Linked DNA regions of Sus scrofa: region 2 is linked to region 1. Evidence: chromatin contacts called from public Hi-C data. All regions are on one chromosome and are shown on one strand. The core of a region is the stretch at or near the end of the contact, and the rest is flanking DNA. Distances in the headings are between cores, read along the strand shown. Region 1 has its middle 30 kb from the start of HIVEP2. Region 2 has its middle 210 kb from the start of HIVEP2.

Region 1 (5,678 bases), core at 2,078-4,577:
CATATCCAGAAATAATGTTTAATAAATTCTCTGAGCATCCCTTAACCTAGTCAAGCTGACACATAATATTAACCATTACAAAACTTTGTTCCTGTGTATGGGTGTATTATTACTTAATTCCTTTTTATGGCTGAATAATGTTTTATTATATGGATACCCCACTTTTGTTTACCCATTCATCTATTTTCAGGTTGTCTCCACTTTTTGGCTCTTATGAATAATGCTGCTATAAACATACATGTACATGCTGTTATGCAGACATCTATTTTCAATTCATTTAGATCTATAACTAAGAGTGGAATTGCTGGGTCATATGATTATCCTATGTTTAAGTTTTTAAGGAATGGCCAGACTGTTTTCCACAATGGCTGCTCCATTTTACCTTCCCCCTAGTGCCACATGAGGGATTCCAATTTCTCCACATCCTTGTTAACAGTTGTTATTTTCTTTCCTTTTTAAAATTATAGTTAGTCTAGTGGGTGCGAAGTGGCACCTCATTGTGGTTTTGATTTGTATTCCTTTATGGACTAATGTTTTGAGCACATAATCATTTTTAATGCTTCGGAATAGTCCATTGTATGTAGGTACCCTGGTTTATTTCATAAATTATTTAAGAATTTACTACTGATAGGCATGAAGAATGTCCAAGACCTTTCACCATTTTAAGCAATTTTTCAGTATACCTATTTACTTTGCTCAAAAATTTCTTTAGTGTAAAGTCTTAGGCTTAAGATTGCTAATGAAAAAAACTGCTCATTTTATATTTTAACACACAGTATTAAATAATTCTCCTGGATAGTTATGCTTATTTTCTGGTGGTGCCTGTTTTTCCACATGTTGGTTTAACAGTGTCGCAACTAAGCCACTGAATCTTGGTGCATAAGAAATGTCATATTTCCTTATTTACTTAAAAAAAAAAAAAACAGTTAAATTAGACTCAGTGGTCTATCCTGTTGACGTGGGAAAAGGGATTAAATTACAGCCTTAATTGGGGATCTCCTCCAAACCTGTCCCACACTCCAAGCCACAAGGTCTTGCAAAATCCACGGGGATTCTTAAGACTATTCCAGTGCAGCAGAGAGCTCCCCGAAGCCTTCTGTCCACAGGGCTACCACAGCCATGCTTAGTTGTCAGGGTCTCACCATCTCTTGGCGTCTGATGTTTCTGCTGTTTCCACTCTATGCTTGGGGATCTTTAAAAACCCGTGAACCTAGAGCTAGTGTCCAGACTCCCCAGAGTACTGTCCTCACGGGAGCTCAAGTCCTGCTGCTCTCACAACCCTTTGAACCTCAACCTTCTCTTTCCCTGTAGATCACCCTGTCTTCTTCCGTCTTTGTCTCCATTTCTCTTTCGACCTTCTCCCCAACTCCTTGTGAAGCCAGACAATTTTGTCAATAAGTTCAGTTGTGTATAAACAACAGGTAAAGCCAGGCAGATTTTGCCTGCCGAATCTGGAAAAATCCATGAGATTAGAAAACAGAAAGGCTGGAGTGGGGGTAGAACATGCTTACAGGAAGAACAAACACATATTAACTGCTCTAATTATCCTGTTTCATTACGTCTGTCTATCTTTTTCACCTCTGTTAATCTGATATACAAAAATTATTTTTTTCCTTTGCTCATTTTTCTTTTGAGGTATTTGTTGTCTTCCACATTGATTAGACATTTTTTAATCTTTATGAATCTAATAGGTATTAGATAATATTTTATTTTAATTTCTCTGTATTTTACTTAGAGATGTTGGTCAACTTCCCCTTTGTTTGTTCTTAATTTATAAACCTAGTCTGTGAATTGCTTTTTCATTTTCTTTGCCCATTTCCTAAGTAGTATTTGACTTTCTTCTTGATGTGTAGGCCTGCTTTATAACAAAGATATTCAACCCAATGTCACAAGTATTTTCTCTTAGTCTGTTATTTACTGACCAAGTTTTTTTTATGGATTTTAAGTTTCTAATTATACGTAATCAACTGTTAGTATTCTCTTTTTTCAGTTTTTTAATTTCTTTTCCTGAGGGTCACAATAGGCTTTTTCTATACCAAGAAATACTTTTGTTTGGGGGCTCCCATATATATATATTTGTCTTTTTGTCTTTTCTAGGGCTGCATTTGCTGCATAGGGAGGTTCCCAGGCTAGGAGTCAAATCGGAGCTGTAGCCACCGGCCTACACCAGAGCCACAGCAACGCCAGATCCGAGCTGCGTATGCAACCTACACCACAGCTCACGGCAACGCCAGATCCTTAACCCACTGAGCGAGGCCAGGGATCGAACCCATAACCTCGTGGTTCCTAGTTGGATTTGTTAATCACTGAGCAATGACGGGAACTCCTGCGACTCTCATCTTTTAATTATTTGGAGTTCCCATTGTGACTCAGCAGTAATGAACCTGACTAATATTCATATTTTGTTCTTTATATTCTTTATTTGCATACCTAAACCACCTGGATTGTATTGTATAAGGAAAATAATATAATTTTTCCTATTTTAGCTATCAAATTTTCTCAAACTATTTATTGATTAATATAGCAGTTATTCACTGATTTGAATTGCTATCTTTTCCTCATTACATTTTCCAATTAGTATTGCTGATGTATACAATTAATTCTATATATTTCTTTTATTTCTAATCATCTTACTGAACTATAATGTTTATCAGTTATTTCTTTTGGTTTTCTATATATAAAAAATACTAGTATATTAAAGAGAGATTTTTAACTCTCATATAAACACAATGAAATTATACAGCCTTCATGTGAGTTTTCTGTATTTCTTGTTAGATTTAATTCTTTTACTGTTGGGAATAGAGTTGGGTCTATTTGTCTTATTTTATAAATAGGACATCTTGAACAATATTAAAGTCGAACCCCTTCTTTCCTTTAAAAATATCTGGCTGCTAGTGAAAGTGCAATTAAATATTTAAGGGACTTGTCAAGTTACCCTCTTAAACTTTTTCCCAATTTATACTCCCTCTAGAGTATCTCAGAGTATCTATTTCCTACACCCTATTGGAAAAGGGTCATAATGTGTAATAGTTCATCTGGCCATGAAATGAGCATGGTCTTTGAAGCAGTAAATCAGATCACCCTAGCAACAGTTTTCCATATTTCTTTCCTGCTTTTGCTTTCTCAGTGTACTAACCACGGGCTCAAATTCTTTGCTCTGCTGCTGGCACTTTCTCCACTCAGCTCACAGACTCCTATCTCACCTCAGTCTTGGCTCTAACCTAGCCATTCCTCTCCCTTGTTTGACTTCCTAACTCACCCCTACTTGTAGGAGATGGAGTTGGCTTGGTCAGTCAGATACTGGCCAAGTAGAGCAGACTGTGTCAAAGCCTGGGTTTCCCGGGGACTGGAGCTGGAACTAAGTCAAAGTCCAGAGGTTGAAAAGCAGAAGATACCCTGTACAAACAACAGGAAGACCAAATGTAAACACTGGGCCCAAGCTTTAAAACCCAAACACAGCCGGCTCACTGCTGAGCTTATCAGTCTCTCTCCGACTTGGATCCAGTAACAAATCTTTGTGTCATAGCTGATTTCAAAGCTTATATGAAAAAGAGTGCTAAGTGAAGACATTACTATAACCATATATGTGGTGAAAGGCTCACTCCTTTCCCAACTGAAAGTGCAGAGGTGAGTAATCTAAGGCTGGCATTGTGACTTTGCCCTAGATAATCCTCGGAGACCCAGGCTACTTGCAGCTTTCCACTTGACCATGCCTCTTCCTCAAGAACCACAATGGAACTTGAGTCATCACCTCCACATTCCAAGGAGTAGATCGAAAGAAAACAGGAAGAAAGGTCAAAGAGCAAGTGACAGCTGCATTGGCTGGAAGATTCTTGGATGCTGGCATGGGACACTTTCACTAGATTCCACTGCAGAACTCAGTCACTTGGCCATATCATGTTGCAAGGGAGGCTGGACGTGTGGCCTTTGTTTTACGTGGCCATGTGCCTAGCTAGTTCTGTTAGTGTGGAAGGGTTCAGAATAGATATTGATGGGTCATTAGCAATTGTTGCCACAAGAATCTACTAAACTAGGTAATGAATTAGGTCTCACAGTTTAACAGAGGAAGACAAACATACAAATGAACAACCGAAAAAAAAAAACAAACCAAATTTCTATATTATGGTTGTGCTTGGGTGATGTATGCAAGAAAACTCTGGGGTACAAAGGAAGAGTTGATCAATTCTAATGGAGAAGATGGGGGGTTATAGGAGAGAAGATGTTTCGACTAAGACTTTGAAGTAGAGTAGATTTTTGCCATATGCGCTATATGGAAGGATATTTCAAACTAGGAGCAGCTTATGCTTAGAAGTGTAAAATATGAGGCTGCCTTCAAAAGTATGGAAGCATTTCTGTCTAGCTGGTAAGTTCAGGGAAGTGGGTATTTCAGTAAGAAATGACTCTGGACAAGTAGTCAGGGACCAGAAAATTAATAGCCATGTGTACTACTTAGGAGTTTAGACTTGACTGTCGAGGTAATAGGGACAAGATATGAGTTGCAGAATTATCAGATCAGATCTGATCATTATTTTGAAGAACAACTGGAAAAGGGTATGACTGGATGAAAGCTATCAGAGGAGAAAGTGTCATGGAAATCTCTTGTATTCTTAGTGTGGATATCTGGTTGGATGGGGCATCAGTTTCAGGGTTTCCCAGAGAATCAGAACCCTGAAAACCAAAATCTAGGATGGCGGGTGCTGACAAGTCTGAAGTGCGTAGGGGAGGCTAGCAGGCTGGAAACTCTCAAGCAGGAGCTGATGCTGCTATCTTGAGGCCAAATTTCTTCTTCTTCAGGAAAGCCTCAGTTTTGCTTTGCATCTGCTTGGATGAGGTCTGCTCAACTTATAAAGATAATCTCCTTTACTTAAAGGCAACTGAGCATAGATGGTAACCACATCTAAAAAATATCTTCTGGGCAAGAGCTAGATTAGTGTTTATCTGATACCTGGGTTCTATAGCCTGGGCAAGTTGACACATAAAACTGACCATTATAGATGGTGACACTGTCAACTGTACAGGAAGGAAGCAAATAGGGTGGCTAACAAGAAAAAAAAATGGCCATGTTAAGAGCGAGGAACCTACAGTCCATGTGGAAGGCATGGAGATACTATAATACTATATGGAGTTTGAGAATGTATCCTGGATTAGAAATTTAAAGTGATGTAGTTCAAACCACAAGTAAAGATGTGATTCCATAGGATGAGCACATAAGAAGTAGCTTCAAATGCCCACTCATGTAAGTGAGTTAAGGAGGCAGGCCAGAGATTTAAGGCAATAGGGAGTGGTGAGGACTGTGTCAACTGGAGAGCAAATGTCCCATCTCTATAGAGCAACTTCTGGTTAATTCCAATGAATTAGCCATGCATAAATATTGGACTAGTGTTGTCAAATCTTTCCATGTTTTAAAAGAACATGGAAAATCCAAATAACTAAGTGCAAATTTCAGGTTTCAAATACTTTTTCTTAAATTTGCCTGAAATAATGCTGAGTCCAAATTGAATATATATATCTGTGGATGGTATCCAGTTCATGGGCCTCTATTTTAGAATTCTGAAGAAGAGTGAGGCTAGAAGACAGTGGATGAAACTCTGGGAACTCCAACATTTAAGGGTCAATAATGAGAATGGGTCAACCACATAAGGACAAAAAGAGGCCATAAAATATGACCATTGGAATGG
Region 2 (5,678 bases), core at 2,285-4,784, 240 kb after region 1:
TGCCCTTCTCAGTATTTCCCATCTAGAGGTACTCAGTGTCCATCTGCCTTGTTTGTGACATTAATTTTAATCACTCAGCCAAGGTGTTATCCAGTTGTCCATTGTATAGTTATTGTTTTTTCCTTGTTACCAACAAGCAACCATGTACATACACTGATCCTTACCAAAATTTACTCGCTAGATTTAGCCTTTCTTGATGACCTTTGCCTGAATTTGCCTTCACTGTGATGCTTGCAAAATAATGGTTTTCTATACCCAGTACCCACGGCACATTTATAGCATTCTACTGTTAGTAGAACCGCCCCTTCTCCCTCCTTCTTTACTTCATTATTTATCATCAACGTGGCCTTGTAGATTCCTATTTTTTTAGTGGCCAAATTATTTTTATTTCTCAAATTGTCCCCAGGAGAGCTTCTTCAAATTGTTCACTTTGTCCTTGTGACAAGTCCTTATCACTTTGGGGCAGCATTTCCTTACTTTTTCACATAAAGGGATTTTTTTCATATCTTACTGCATTTCTGTTATCCCAGCCCAGGAAACAATCATTTCTCTGACATCCCAGAGTCCTTTGAATGGAAGTGGTGTCAGAAGTCGAGTGTTGGATGCGCAAATGTGCTCACTTGATTACTGGGAGTGGCATTGCTCCAAGGTTCTTTTAGCAGATAGAACCAGGAAATGTGGGGTGTGTGTGTGTGTGTGTGTGTATGTGTGTGTGTCCATGTCCATGGATATTGATGCATACATATACTCAAATGTGTGTACTCATTTTAGAAATCACAAGTCCACATCAATACCTCTAAATCTAATCCATTCTCTCAAGGTGTCTCTTGCTTTCAACAGAGTAATAAGCGGATGTCAAAAGATATCTGCAGACAACTTTGTGGAAAATGTCCTCAGGTGGGCAAGCGTGGAAGCAAGGAAACCAATTAGGAGCATTTATAGTTGTTCAGGGAAGATATGATGGGATTTGGGCTCGGGTGAGGAATGGTCAGGCTTATAGTCTTAGGACATGATATGCTATGAAAGGAAAGGCGAGAAACCACGTATTACTCCGAGACATTTAACCTGAGCTATGGATCTGACTCACCAGGCAGAATTTACAGTGGAATTGATTTGACACTTGAAGAGCAGAAAAATGGCCTTTCTTAGTAGATCCCTACAGGATACGGAAGTGAGAACATGATTGCTATGACCAAAAAAGTCCCTGAAAACTTTGAGCCTATCAGTGGAAAAATATTTTAAAAGGCTAACATTTAAATATGTCCTTTACTCACTTCAGGGAAGTGTTTGGGATACAGAAATCCTGGCGGGGAGGCTGTGGGGCTGAGGGAAATGTGCAGATGCTCCCAATGTGAACAAGTTCTGAAAGCAAAGCAAGAAAAACAGCCTGCTTCCCAGGCGTTCCTTCAATTTACTTTATTTTTTAAAATTGATTTTATTGTGATAAGAATGCTTAACATGAGATGAAACCTCTTAACAAATTTAGTGTACAACACGCTATTGCGGCCTCTAGGTACAACGTTGTAGAGCAGATCGCTAAACAATTCCCTAATAGCAGAATATAGTCAATGTACTTTCCAAAGAGATTCCAAAGAAAGCAGGAATGGCATTGCCCACGGTTCCAACAGTTGTATATCCTGAATATGACAGTCCTGGGGAGCAAGAAGACCCACTCTCCTCCAAGAATATAACTACTTTCATTTCTCGTGTTTCCTTCCATCCACATTAATGGACACACAATTTTCACACTGAAGCCATTGCATGCTTTATGATGTGTTTAACTCTCATTTTCTTTTCTTAACTCTTTTTTGAAAATTTAAATGTAGTTGATTTACAATGTTGTGCCAATTTCTGCTGTATAGGAATCACGCAGTCATACATGTATATACATTCTTTTTCTCATACTATCATCCATAACTACTGAACATTATTATAGCATTATTACTGTTATTATTATTTTGTCTTTTTGTCATTTCTTGGGCCGCTCCCGCGGCATATGGAGGTTCCCAGGCTAGGGGTCTAATTGGAGCTGTAGTCGCCGGCCTACGCCACAGCCACAGCAACGCGGGATCCGAGCCACGTCTGCGACCTACACCACAGCTCATGGCAACGCTGGATCCTTAACCCTCTGAGCAAGGCCAGGAATCGAACCCGAAACCTCATGGTTCCTAGTCAGGATCGTTAATCACTGTGCCACGATGGGAACTCCTTATAGAATTATTTTAATGTTTCTGACTATCTCCTGTTTGGGACTTTTCACAATGTGGATATTCACTCTTGTACCCACCCATCCTCTCTGCCCTGCCCCCTAATAACTCTCCAAACAAACAAACATACAAACAAAATGTGACGCAAGCAATACAATCCTTATTATCATGCTTACCTCATTGCTTCTATCTTATCTTGCTTTGGGGTGGGAATGCGTTTCAAGTCACGTAGAGAAAAATGATTAATAATTTAACCACTGATTCATTTGATTCTCTAACTAGACACTAGGCTCTCAAATCTCAGCCTGCTTTCTTATCTGCAGAAGAAACCACACACAGTTTGATCTGTTTCATTTACTATGGACATTGCTCCCATGAATGAAATTCCACAGCAGTGGCCAGAGAGATACTTGGAGGTGAGTTCATCTGAACATACACACAACAAGTCCAGGAAGGAATCCCAGCTATCCATGTTTCCCAGGTCCTGATAGGGAGCTCCAGTGGGTGATGACACATGGAGAACGGCTTCCTGTCTGCTCGGTGTAGGACTGCAAACTCCATATCTCGTGCAAAATTCCAATGGTCTTTCTAAAACCCTGAACAGTGCAGAACCTTCCTTATCTCTGAGTGCACAGGGGCCTGTGGAACCAGCACTTCCTGCATTACAGGAATAGGAAACAGTGAATATGATTTATTAGCGATGTTTCGTGCTGTAGCTTGTGCATCACCAAATCCCCAGACGGTCTGGATGGATGTTGATCTCCTCCACTTACGGAAACATTAATGTCTAGGATGTCCTCACCAAGAAAAAATCAAGAGCAATTCTTTGAGTGTGGCATAGATGCTGACATATTGACCTTCTATCATTTGAGAGACCCAGTTGGGGTTTACTGATATGAGGAGGAAGTTGAGGCAAGGGAAACAACACAGAACGCAAAGCCAATTGTTTGAAAACTGCAAAGTCCGTGGGAATGTGAGTTCACACTTGTTTGCCCATTAAGGCTTTTTTTCCCTGCCTACTCCCCTCACTGCCCTTCCCCAGGAGATGGTATATTCGTATATACTTTATGAGGCAAGGGATTTTAACATTGATTCTGAGAGTATCCTATTAAATAGATCAAAATTTGAACCTTTAAATACAAACTATCACACACATATGGGAATGCAAAAATAAAATTCTTACACTGGAGAAGAGGGGCTGCAAATTGCAACTCGCAACTCCTAGCCATTTTTTCTTGGCTTTTCGTTAGCAATTTCCTGGTAGTTCTCACTGAAGTGTTACCTGGAGTTCGGCCAAATCAGTCTTATGCAATTTGTTACAATGACTGAAGGTCACAATCTTTAACTGTTGGCAGGTGTTCTGGGCTTGCCCTCACTTGAGGAGCCCTGGTTAATCCAGTTTGGTGCGATTCTTTTCTGTTTTAGTTCTTGAAGATCCGTTGATATATTCTCTGAACCAGAAAACTGAGTTAGCCTGAGCTCACACACTCAAATCCTCAGGCTTAGAGTGTATATTTCCAAGAGCTGTGGAAATCGTTCTAGAGCTCTTCACATATCTCTACTTATTCTCCAAAGAATTTTCAATGGATCTGTGAAAATAAAAGAAATTTAATAGATACTAACATATTGTCATGAGTTATGCAGCCTGTACATATTAGTCTGCTTGGGATGCTCTAGCAAAATATCATAGACTAGGTAATTCAAACCACAGACACTTATTTCTCACATTTCTGGAGGCTGGGAAGTTCAAGACAAGGTTCCGGCTGATTCTGTTCCTGCTGAGAACCCTCCTCCTGGCTTGCAGAAGGCTGCCTTCTCACTGTCTATTTACATAGTGGACAAAGAGTTCTGGTGTCTCTTTCTCTTCTTATGAAGTCACCAATCCCATCATGAAAGTCCTATACCATCATGACCCCATTTAAACCAAATTACCTCCTAAAAGATCGACCTGCAAATACCATCACATTGGGGTCAGTGCTTTGATACATGAATTTTTTTTTGAGGAAATGCAAATATTCAGTCCATAACACTGTGCAATTAGAGAGTTTAAATCCTGGAAGGAGCCTCTTTGAGGGTTGGATAAAATAACTTGACTAAAGAGTATCTGCCATCTGGGACAGTAACCTCCCTAAGCACTTATGGTTTTGAAAACTTCAAGAAAATAGAATATTTTGCTGCTTTTGGCTAAGAGGATGTTGGGAGTTTCCCTGACATCTTGGGGGTTCATTCAAAGCCCAGTGACAAAATACAGCTTTTACTGCAAAAGCTGTGCTTATGACTCAAATCCCAGGGGAAACCTTGGAGAGGTGTGTCTGCCCAAGCTTCAGAAGTGGAGAACCAGAGAAAGGGATATTTGTTCTAGTCATCTGGGGCTTCTGGGCTCTCTCTTCTGTTCAGCTGACCAGCCCAATGACATGACTGTGTTTTTGTAGTCTCCACTTGCCTCACCCTTTGGTGATGAACTCTGTCTTCCTGGCTTTAATATTACCTCTCGCTCCAGGACTGACTCCTTGCTCCTGAAAGGAGGACCGTCTCAGCTCCAACCAGTCTCATGGTTTTCACCCAGACTGTGATTGGAGATTAAGAACAGGAAAAAAAAAAATGACAGAAAGATATTGTTTATCCAACATCCCCAGTATTCCTGAGGTGGGTGTGTTTTGTTATCTTGGTTACTTTAGATTTTCATTACAACTGAGTTGAGTTATTTTCCTCCAGTCACCAAATGTACACTGAGTCACTAAGTGGGCAACTTTACTTTCATCTTATCATATCAGATCACATATATCATCATATTCAGATATTCAAATCATCTAATCAGTCTGCCTAGCCCACTCTCCCATGCTAATACTAACTACAGCAAGTGACTATGTTGGTTATCTGTTCTAGAGTGCTTGTTCATCTTTTATGATCAACTTTTATTTAAGTAAATGTTAACTTTTCTGTATAGGGCTTCTCCTCCTGTACAGTTTTAGGGTCATGTATTGGGGTGAAATAGAGAAGTTATGTTGCAACTCTTCTCAAAAGAATTTTGTTTTTATTAATATCTGGATAATGCAACCAGCTCACATCTCCAGGTCCTCATTCCTCCATTCAGAAGATTGTTGAATTCAAGTGGTAAATAAAATTATGATCATGGCCAGCTTCACAAACCTCTCCCTTGTGTTATGTTAATGGCACAGCAGAACTTATTACTCGAGGTTTTTTATTATTATTGTTATTGTTATTGTTATTTTGTCTTTTTAGGGCTGCAACCATGGCATATGGAAGTTCCCAGGCTAGGGGTTAAACTGGAGCTGGAGCTGCTGGCCTATGCCACAGTCACAGCAATACCAGATCCTTTAACCCTCTGAGCAAGGCCAGGCATCAGCCCACGTCTTCATGGGTACTAGTACAGTATATAATGGCTGATCCATGATGGGAACTCCAGGTTTATTCTTTTTTTTAAGGTTCTACTCACGGCATATGAGTCAG

Evidence for each region. Hi-C and Micro-C count contacts between places; a contact is called where the count stands out from the background.
Region 2: a Hi-C map of liver shows a contact between it and region 1, with 4 times the contacts expected there. The contact joins two enhancer-like sites. A contact is called at or near these places in 2 of 47 Hi-C or Micro-C datasets (epiblast stem cells and liver).

What each region holds. Positions count from the first base shown.
Region 1 is chr1:22,208,009-22,213,686 of Sscrofa11.1, forward strand. No RefSeq gene overlaps it. Among named protein-coding and RNA genes, the nearest start is that of HIVEP2, 30 kb to the right of the region's middle. Within about 2 kb of position 3,328, at least 17 of the 83 cell types and tissues checked have an H3K27ac peak or open chromatin away from gene starts, as enhancers often do. A contact at or near this core is called in liver, where this site is marked.
Region 2 is chr1:22,450,672-22,456,349 of Sscrofa11.1, forward strand. No RefSeq gene overlaps it. Among named protein-coding and RNA genes, the nearest start is that of HIVEP2, 210 kb to the left of the region's middle. Within about 2 kb of position 3,535, at least 17 of the 83 cell types and tissues checked have an H3K27ac peak or open chromatin away from gene starts, as enhancers often do. A contact at or near this core is called in liver, where this site is marked.